3 separate regions of the Mus musculus genome follow, and regions 1 and 2 are each linked to region 3. Evidence: chromatin contacts called from public Hi-C and promoter capture Hi-C data. All regions are on one chromosome and are shown on one strand. Each heading gives the region's core, a stretch centred on a gene start, on an enhancer-like site or on the middle of the called end of the contact. The rest is flanking DNA. Distances are from core to core; before and after follow the strand shown.

The links. Promoter capture Hi-C pulls out the DNA fragments that hold promoters and counts their contacts. Hi-C and Micro-C count contacts between places; a contact is called where the count stands out from the background.
Region 1: a Hi-C map of muscle stem cells shows a contact between it and region 3, with 5 times the contacts expected there. The contact joins the promoter of Atxn7l3b here to the promoter of Ccdc59 in region 3. A contact is called at or near these places in 2 of 39 promoter capture datasets (liver and pre-B cells) and 2 of 484 Hi-C or Micro-C datasets (CD4 T cells and muscle stem cells).
Region 2: a contact with region 3 is called in a promoter capture Hi-C map of pre-B cells. The contact joins the promoter of Krr1 here to the promoter of Ccdc59 in region 3. A contact is called at or near these places in 2 of 39 promoter capture datasets (liver and pre-B cells) and 3 of 484 Hi-C or Micro-C datasets (CD4 T cells, CD8 T cells and cardiomyocytes).

Annotation. Positions count from the first base shown.
Region 1 is chr10:112,927,116-112,930,463 of GRCm38.p6, forward strand. Atxn7l3b (ataxin 7-like 3B) reads right to left here and starts at 1,911. Exons shown (of 1, transcript NM_001033474.2): 1 at 1-1,911. The coding sequence starts at 1,607. The coding sequence ends at 1,314.
Region 2 is chr10:111,971,034-111,974,241 of GRCm38.p6, forward strand. It overlaps Krr1 (KRR1, small subunit (SSU) processome component, homolog (yeast)), which reads left to right and starts at 1,662. Exons shown (of 10, transcript NM_178610.4): 1 at 1,662-1,841. The coding sequence starts at 1,760.
Region 3 is chr10:105,839,961-105,843,491 of GRCm38.p6, forward strand. Ccdc59 (coiled-coil domain containing 59) reads left to right here and starts at 1,519. Exons shown (of 4, transcript NM_025602.3): 1 at 1,519-1,695; 2 at 2,582-2,888. The coding sequence starts at 1,542. It overlaps Mettl25 (methyltransferase like 25), which reads right to left and starts at 1,420. Exons shown (of 12, transcript NM_207522.2): 1 at 1,116-1,420. The coding sequence starts at 1,359.

The DNA of each region.
Region 1 (3,348 bases), core at 661-3,160, 7.1 Mb after region 3:
TATGCCACTCACTTCCCCTTTACTTCTAACCCTGCCTCCAACTTTCCATCAAGAAATATACAGCCCCTGCTGGAAGGAGGTTCTGAGGACCAAGTGATGAACTGCTGTTTGTGAGGGCAGAGAAGGTGGAGACAGTCTCAATCAGCACAGCAGAGGTCTGACTGCCCAGTTGATGAAGGAATTCTGCAACCATACCAGGTAAACCAGGCCTGTTTCAGGGCTCTTAGCATTAAACTCATTCACATTATTGAAGGCAGATGGAAAAAAGTTCCCTCCTGGCTCAATTTTTAAACAGCCTCCTGCTCTGCCATGATGTCCTTCTGTAGGTCAGTGGTACCACTGGAGGGCAGCGACCTGTCATAATGATCAAGTCAGACCCATGGGCTGGTTACATCACCAGTAACTCAAAAGTAGGAAAAAACCGTCCCACCAAACTTATGTCCGCAGTATGTAATTCAAGACATGAGTCTTCCAGTTGGACATGATGTGCAGTCGCGGAGGTACACTTCATCCTCATAGCATCAAAAGAAAATCTTCAGCTGTTTGAAAACCACCTTGTCCTTTGCCAAACCTTTGCCACTCAGTAGGATGGAAAGACAGGTCTTCTGATGAGCCAAAGGCAAGGCCTTGTCCCCACAAAATGCTGGACCTTTGGAAAACAGGTGATTTGGAACTTCTTGAAGACAAGGGCACAAGGGCTTCCCATCGAATTCAAACGGGAATATTAATATTTTTAGTATTTAAGTCACATACCTGACTTCTATTTGTATCAAAGAGGCCCAATTGGAGGCTTAGAAATCAGAGGAGCAGTCCACCGAAGCTGACTGATCAGGGCCTGACCATCAACACCATCTAAAACTTCGAAGGAGGCCCATGACATCAGGCAGATGCAGAATCTGAGAAACAAATAGAATTGTATAGGCTGGGTACACAGCTGCTCACCTGTGTACCGAGGACAGTTCAGGGTCCTTGCACATCCACATGTATTTTATACAGCTCAAAATACAGCACGACGCCTCTGGACCTTCTTCTGCCCAGGATTTCAGAGCTGGCATGGGAGACCCTTTCAAATGGACCGGGATTCCTAAATTCTCCTCTTTGGGTGTTTTGTTCGTTTTACGCCTTCTCGGTTTTTTTTTTTTTTGTATTTTAATGCTAAGATCTTGAAGGGGGGTAAATGGGACTTTTGTTTGCTTTTCCTTTATTTGTTGATTTAATTTTTTTTCTCTCCAACTTAGCTTATTCCTCCAAAGCCACGGGGACCAGTCTCTATTATTGTCCTGGTCACTGTGTCGCCCTCTCTCAGGTGGTGACTACTGGAATTCCGGAGGTGAACGCTGCAGCTCCGTCTGGGGCCCGTCCCCGGGATCCCCAGGAAGGGAGCAGAGCGGGAGGCGGCACGCGCCTTTGTCCTCCACTGGCTGGATGCCGAAATCCTTCACGCTCCCAGTGTCTGCAAACTCCAGGTAGAAGTAGCCACACTTGACCGCCCGGTGCACCTCAAAGCAGAAGCCCAGGCAGGAATCCTCTATCAGGTCTACATAGATCTCCTGGGCGATGGCCTCCAGCTTGTTAGTATCCAGGTTGGCCAACGAAATCTCCTCCATCTTAACCGGCAAGCGACCGTGCGGAGGGCGCTGGCTTTACTCACGGCACACTCGGGCTCCGCTAGGCCTGCAAGGCCTCTCCGGGCCTCGTCCTCCGGGACGGCAACGGCGACGACGGCGGCGTCCGCGGCGACAGCAACCGCCGCTCCGGAGCCCCAACGCTCGCTCGGCTGCGACGATCACCCAAGTTCGGGATTCTGAGCTGCACCCGAGCCCGGCTCGCCGCGAAAACCGTCTCGGCGCCTCACCCAGCCGTTCGGGCCTCTTCCTCTCGCTGACAGTCTGGGCCCGCCCCCCCACTTCCGCCCGGTGCTGCGCCTGCGCACTGGCTCCGCGCGGAGGCTGGGCTTGGGCTCGGGCTCTGGCGCAGTTCGCTGGCCTGGGAGCACTGTTGGTCTGTGCGAGCCAGTGGCGACAACTGGCATTCCTGCCTGTGTCTTTTTCTCTCTCCCGGTTCATAAAATGTTATCGACGATGCTATGGTATTTTGTTTAGGGCTTTAAACGTTCACTAATGCGTTCACCTGTGTTTCAATGATTTCTTACGTAAAAGGAGGAATAATAATTACTTGTCCAGTTGTGTAATCAATCGAATAATGATTTCAGGCATGTTTATCCACATACGACTGAAAATTTGACGTACAGGATTGGCTTGCAGTAATTTACAGTACTGCCGCAGTTGTCATTTAAATCCACTAGATGATGCAAGGAAACAAATTGCCCTATAGTTTATCTTTGAGGCTTTCTTTGAATGAAAACAACTAGAATCCTGACACTAAAGGCATAATTCAAATATATTGATCAAATAAACCTAAGGCATTTATCTCACTTATAAGACCATTAAGTCAGCGTGACTGTAAAGAAATGATTATATACGTCTCCAAATGTGCTACAAGATAAAAATGATGTGCGCTTAGTTTGGGGGAGGCAAAGAGGAGGGGGAAGACTTTCCTAAAGTTACACTGCTTTCACTGTGAGAACTGGAACCGTCCCACCAAATCCTCTGCAGCCAGCTCCTAACAACTTTTCTCATTTGACTCAAGCAAGTCCTTATTCTGTCACTGATAAAACACACTACTAACCACAATGGATCAGAAGATGCTAGCTAGCTATTCCTAAAAAGATTAGTTGTGAATTCAAACATAAGGAAATCACTGTATTCTTTCTTTACTTTTTTCTTTCTTGTTCATTATTTGATCCTCCTCTGCAACTGCTCTACTTTTGCAATTTATCAGAAAGAACTGTGGCTAAGGAAAAACTCAAATCCTCCTTTATAGCTTTCTTATGCAAGATTTCCAGATTAGAGAAAAGCATAAGATGATCATATTTTCCTCAGTACAGAATTACCTTACACTGATTGATTTAGAGTGCAAACTATTTGTAAACAACTGTATTTTCTAGTTGTCTATTTAATTAATTTAGATCTCACAAATTGGCAGATACAAATCATTTAGCTTATGCTACTTAATTTTTTTCTGCCCAGAGTTCTTTTTTTTTAATTTAAAAAAAGACAGAACTTTAAAAAAATTGGACTTTTGTATAATCTAGATGTTCTAGATTCAAAAAATTAACGTATTGACACATTGTGGGATCTGGACATACAATAAACCATGTAATGTTTAAGAGTACATGTTACTGAATCAGACTGCCTCCTACAGTAGATGCCTATGCGAATCTTGTATTGGGATCTGTTTTCTTGACATTTCAGGAATAGGTGTCATCACATAGTTTTGTAGTGAGAC
Region 2 (3,208 bases), core at 412-2,911, 6.1 Mb after region 3:
CACAACAAATTACAATAAAGTCCCATAGCCTCTTCCCTTTTAAATTATTGATTTAAATACTTTATGATCAATGAGTAACAGACTCATTAAAATCTAGATGAAATTTATTCAGAACATGTGGGTGCCCCCCAACCTGATAGTTGTGTTGAATTTCCCATCTTCTCATCTTGATTTTAGAAGACTTTTTAGTATTTATTGAAATACTATTATGCTGTCAACTTAAAAAAAATAACAAGGGCTTGGAAGAAGTTGAAGTGAGGCCAACAGCCTCTTTCCAGTGAAAGGAACCCAGACCCACACACCCATGTGTGAAAAGCACTCTTTGAAAGAAGCTCGAAGCTCATAACCATTCAAACATAATACTAACTACATTTGATTCTCAAAGAGACTGGAATGGGTGCACCATTATGAGGCATCAGTTTGCATACAGAGAATTTCCCTTAAAATTTGTTCAAAACATAGTCGAATCCAGTGGTTACCAACCTTCCTAATGCTGCAACTCTTCAGTATAGTTCTGCATGTTTCTGTGATCCCTGAACCACAAAATCATTTCGTTATTACGTCCAACTTTGCTACTGTTATGAATTATAATGTCTATATACATGTGCGTTCTGATGGTCTTAGACGACCCCTGTGAAAGGTAGTTTGACCCTCTAAGGAGTCACAATCCACAGGTTGAAAACCACCGATCTAAGCACCTGAAGTATTGTTCTCAGTTTTACTAGGCATATGCGGGTACTCCTCTTTCCTTTATCTGGCTTATTGACCCATGTGCTTATTAAATATTTCCTGGAGGTTGGGGAGAGCATGGTCCAGAAGGAGAGGTCCTAGTGTGTTTTCAGACCCTGGTTACATCTCTTCACATCTTAGCATCTAATTTAGTGAATATATTTTTGTGCTAATATTTTTTTGCTGTTTTTACTGACTATATTCTAAGCCTTTTAAAGCTATGATGTAAGAATAATAAACAATAAAGTTTTGGTAATAGCTCCCTCCAGCCCCCACCAAAAAACCCCAAACATTTGAATGCTGAAGACCGGTGTGGTGGTACACACCTTTAATCCCAGATTCTGGAGTCATAAGCAGGAAGATCACTATGACGTTGAGGCCAGCCAGGTCTACATAGCATGTTCCAGGCTAGTGAAGGATACACAGTGGCCTCGATTCATAAACCCAAAATAAACAAAACAAGCAAGCAAACAAATAAATAAAAATAGAACAGAAAAGTCTTTTAAAACCAATCTGGAAGTTGAGAGATTTAAAATGCAAAACTCATGGTAGGTTTTCAAATGGGCTAAAGAGTGGTAGCAAAGTTTGGGTAGATTTTTGATACAATTCGCCATTTTCATTAGATTTCTAATCCCCCTCAAATAAGAATTTTAATAATTTCCCCTCCCTTCTCTCCCTCACCCTCACCCACCTCTCTTCTCTCTCCTCTCCTTCGCTCCCTTTCTCTCCCTTTCCTTCCCTTCCCCTCTCAAAAAAGAAGTTCCCACAGGGCTATACAAGTAGCTACAATTTAGAGCTTGATACAAGAAAACTACCATTCCCAGCGTGCAACACCGAGGTTGCAATGCATCCTGGGAAGGAAGTGTCACGCTCCCCCCCGTCCCCGCCCCATCGGCTTCCTGTTCGTCAGAGCAGAGACCACGCAGGTCTCATAGGGATTATCCGGAACTCGTTTTGCCTTTTACACATTGTAGCCGGCGGGATCTTAAAGAACAGTTCCACTTCCGGGGCCGCCGGAAGCAGTTTTGCGATGGCAACTTCTGCGGAGGCGCCTGCCAAAGAAGCTCAAAAACGTGACTCTCAGCCGCAGAAACAGAAGCGTGAGACCCAAGGTGAGGCAGTGCGAGACCCGAAGCCCGGAGCTGGCGGATCTCGAAGCATCTTTGTCTCTTTCTTTGGCCGCGCACTTGGGTTGAGCCTCTTTTAGGCTGTGCAGTGCCTGCGGTAGCCGGGGTAGCCGAGGGTTGCGGGTGTTGATGGCTGCGCCGGCCACGTGCAGCTAACGCAGTGTTTTTGCCAGCGACCGTCCCTGGCAAGTGTACCCGATGCGCCTTCTGTCCCCGGTAAAAGTGTGAGGACTCAGAGATTGTGGAAGGCGCGGCAGTTCTGCCTTGAGCTTTGGGGAGGGGAGGTTGAGAGGATGCGGATCAGGATCAGGTGGGAGAATCTTCGTGTCCTGCGAGCGCCGATGGTGATGAGGGAGGCGGACGGGGAAAGGTGGGGACGGAGCTCAATGGGAAGTTTTGTCAGAACTTTTATCTGATTATTAAGTTGCTAAATGACACAGCTCTCAGTCTTTAGCTCTAACCCCTAGTTTGATTTTTGGCTGCTCTAGTTTGATTGCTTCTTTCCGTTTTGATGAGAGTTTGGTTTTTACCTACCTTCAATTTAAAAAGAAAAATTTTTTTCTTTTAAAAACTAAGTACGTAAAATACGGCAGGGACTATAGACACCGGTAAAAGCTTCAAACCAACGCTTGAGGAATTGACAGGATGAGTAGACCATCTTCCTCAAGTTATCCATGTGCCAATCACAGATGCTATATAGCTTCCTTTCTGGTACCCGGAGTAATTCGTTCGAGCTTTCTGTCACCTATCTACAGCTATTATGATTTTTAACAAAACGCTTCGATTTTTGTCTCCTTTTGAATCATAGGAGAATGAATGGAGCTGTGTACTCTATGTATGTTGTCTGTGTCTTTAGCTTCTGATTCTTTACGATGCTGTGTAATATTTAAATTCCGTCGTTGGCGGACATTTGAGCTCTGCCTTCAGCTTGCTCTTGTAAGCACCTTTGTGCATGTCTTCTGGTAATGCCTCAGGGTCTCTGTAGGAATTTAGGATTGGAAACTCAATTGCAGGGTATCTTCAAGTTATGCTAATGCTACCGGAAGGAGCTGTGCCAGGTTTTTTTCTGTTTTAGGAAAGGTTTGTTTACGTTCAAAGCGTGAGGGTATAGTCAACCATGGAGGGGAAACTGGGCCAGCACAACTCTAATAGTTGAGATTGCTCATCGATCTAAATTTACAGTGATTTTTTTTGTTGTTGTTGTGTTTTGATTTTGAGGTCCTGGATGTACTTATATAGCTAGACTTTCACCCTAACCTAATAAGCAAGTGATATTCTTGGTCCTAAGTGGCCTTAGTTCCCTTCCCTTTCCTCTACTAGGGTTCACACATTCTGTCTTAGGAAGGTTTAAC
Region 3 (3,531 bases), core at 269-2,768:
GAAGAGACAAAGTTAAACAAAGGTTTGCTCTGCACTTAAAAGTTTTGTTTTCTTGTATTTTCTTCGTTTTTTTTTTCTTTTTGAAAGCCAACAAGAGTCACTTTTTTTCAACAAATATTTTATAGAGTACTTAATGTATGCCAAATAGTTTCCCACACGTTGGAATCCTGGTTAAGGCAAATACGGTTCCTGCTTTCTACAAGTTTATGTACCAGGTTATCAACGCAGAATACTATGGGAGCAAACTGAAAGGGTGTCTAACTTTCCAACAACCAGGAACTATTGCCCAAGAACCAATGTGTCTTAAGTTCTACCATTATAACCCCCCCCCCTCCATGGCCCCTACCTCCGCCCCCGGGGCACTTTGCATTTACAGGCTGCTTCAGTGATTAAGTAAGTTCACTAATGCTGACAACATCTGGAACACCTGGAAGCAAAGCACAAGCAATTCCAGTAGCTGCTACTGTTCCTGTTCCTCTATTTCCAGAATAGAATCTAAGTTGGTAGAATCTAAGTTTCTTGCGGGTATCAAACTCCAGAGCCTAGAAAACACCAGGGTGCATAACTGATATTGAAAATACAGTTTTCTTCTTCTTCTTCTTCTTTTTTTCCCCGAGACTGGGTTTCTCTGTGTAGACCAGGCAGGCCTCGAACTCAGAAATCTGCCTGCCTCCGCTTCCGCCTCCCAAGTGCTGGGAATTAAAGGTGTGTTTTCAAATTAACTAGCGAGCACTCAAAGCTTTCACTATCACCATCCTAATCCACGATACCTTGTGCCGAGTAGGAACTGGCTCTTATTGGTCCCCCAAGTCCACTTCTACTTTGTATTGATCATCACACAGCCTTTAGATGTTTTCAAAACTAAATTGTTGAATCAATAAATGAAGGAACGCCTCTTCCCCGGGTTGACTACTTTAAGTTGTGGAACTTGACCAACACCCAGATTAGAACCCAGAGGGGACCCCGCCCGTCTCCATCCATCCTCGCTATTCAGCTCCCTCCAATTCATCTCCTAGGTAACAGCATCCTTCAAGTCCCTGCCACTTCCGCCGAGTTCCACCAGGGGGCGCGCTGACAGCCCCCGCCCCGCCCGCCCCGCCCGCCCCGCCAGTCACCTGATCCCGTCTCTGCCTCGCGCGGCTCGGCCTCCACCGCCGACTCCCTCAGCGCCGCCAGCACGCTCTCAGGGGGCAGGTCGACCAGCTCCTGCCAGACCGACTTGGTGTAGAAGTCCACCGTGTGCGCGCTGGAAATGGCCAGGGCGCCCCTGAGGAAGCTCAGCAAGCCCTGTAACTTGTCGTGCAGCGTGGGCAGGTCCGGGGTCCTGGGCAGAGGGCAGGCCGCCGCCATGACGCTCATCCTCCGGGGCTGCAGGTGGCGCCAACATGGCCGCGCGACCCCTCTCTTCCCCGCCGGAAGCGGCTCAGGCTGAGGCAGTCGAGCTCCGAGCACGCGCCGGGTTGGGCGATTGATTGCTTCCGCCTCGTGACGTGTTAGGTCGGCGTCCACTGGCGTTCCAGGAACTCCCACCGTGGAAAAAGATGGCGCCTTCGCGGCCGTCTTCCAAGTGGCGGACCGGAGGGTTTGCGGCGCGTGGGGAAGGGATCTCTCAGGTCAGATTCGGAAACCAGAATGGGAAGCGCAGGACTTGGCGGCCGAACCCCCAGCAAGCCTTCCGGGGGAGCGTGCGCAAGGGTAAGGAGGGACAGCCGTGGAGGAGCGCTCGGGCCCGCCGAAGTCGAGGGAGTAGGATGGGATCCGGCTTGAGATCGGGGAAGCCGTTCCTAAGCTCGCCAAGTCCGAGAGCTTCTCAGTCCTTTGACTGAGAACCGGACGGTGCGGTCAGCTTCAGTGATTTAACGCAGATCTCAGGTCTAAGCGAAGACACGGGGCGTCTAGAGGTGCGCTTGGCTAAGAAGCACCCAGACATACTTGCATCTCTACTACAGCAAGTATGTAATATAGATACAATATTACATTAAAATACTCTGCCCCAAAGCTTTGATAACCAAAAGACACCACAGTAGCCCTCCAGTCTCATACTGCTGCCTTCCTTAGATTCGATTCGATGTCTTGTCTTTGAAGGCCTCTCGTTGCATGTCAGATGCTTAAGTGGTTTTTGTTCGATCTAAGAATAATCGACAGGTGTTCAGAAAGTTGTACAGTACCTCCCCCTTTTGTTTTGTGTTGTGTTTTGGAAAATAAGTGATTAGTAAGATCCTCCAAGGGAAAAATACTAGACTACTCTACTTTATTTATTAAGTGTTTACTGAAGACCCAAGTGAGATTGTATGTGGATTAAATAAAATGTAATTTGTGGATATGAGTCTAAATTCAAGGTGAGCAGTAAAGTTTAGTTTACTGTACTTAGAGTTTTTAATGTGATGTCTGACAACTCGCTGTTACCCTTATATTTAGGTAAAGGGCCACCTTGCTCTTCAGTGTACCATTAAATGGTTGCCTAACCTTATCTTTAAAGCAAAGCCAAGTAATTCTCTCATTTGAATATAAAGTAAAAGAAAAAAATATTTAGTTTTCATTTTCTGTTAAAGTAATTGTAACTGAAATCCTTCAATGTTAGGACAAGGTTTTGCATTTCGGAGAAAACTGAAGATCCAGCAAAATTACAAGAAATTGCTGTGGAAGGTGAAGGAGGCACCAGCGTCACAGGAGTCCCAGTTCACAGATCGTTACCCAGAGCACCTGAAACACCTCTATCTGGCCGAAGAGGAAAGACTCAGAAAACAGCAAAGAAAGGCTGGCCTGGCTTTGTCAGAAGAACAGGTTGACCGGCCTTTGCCTGAAGAGGAGGGCAGCACTGAGCAGACTTCCTCTGAAGAACCGCCAGGTGGTCACCAGCCACAGCCAGAAGAGCTGAACACAGGAAGGTAAGCACCTCCGTCTTCAGAAATTCCTCACTTTAAATGTAAAGAATGTTTTACTGACGACACAGGGAAAAATTTGTAAGAATCAGGATTTTTCTTAGCACTTTTTTCAAGTCATGTAATGGTATTTCATGGAGTCTCCCCACTTAGTGTTAAATGACTGAAAGAGGCTAGTTGAGCAGAGATGTCGAAAATAGGAAATGAGAATTAAGAGATCTGAGTTTTGAATTGCAGCCTCTCAAGAACATGTAATATAATTGGACCGTAATTAAGCGCAGTATTAATGTGTGCATCTTAATTTGGGGGTGGGGGACTATGTTTGATGTTGTAGATCTGGAAGCCCAACATTTAGGAACCTGAGTCCAGACAATTCCCAGTCCCAGGCCAGCATGGGCAACATAACCAGATACTAGAAAAACAATGCAGATGTGTAGCCATTGCCACTTTGGCTTATAAAGCCAGACTTTCCATAGTGGTATACCAGTGTCCACTATGATAGAAAGGATAGTATAAAATGATTTGAGAGCCACGGTGGACACCATCTTTTATAGCCTCATCCTGGATCATCTTCTCAGTCAATGATGTCCCTAAAGCATTACATTTCATGACATTTTATCATGTTCATTTATATCAAGTATTCTAAAAC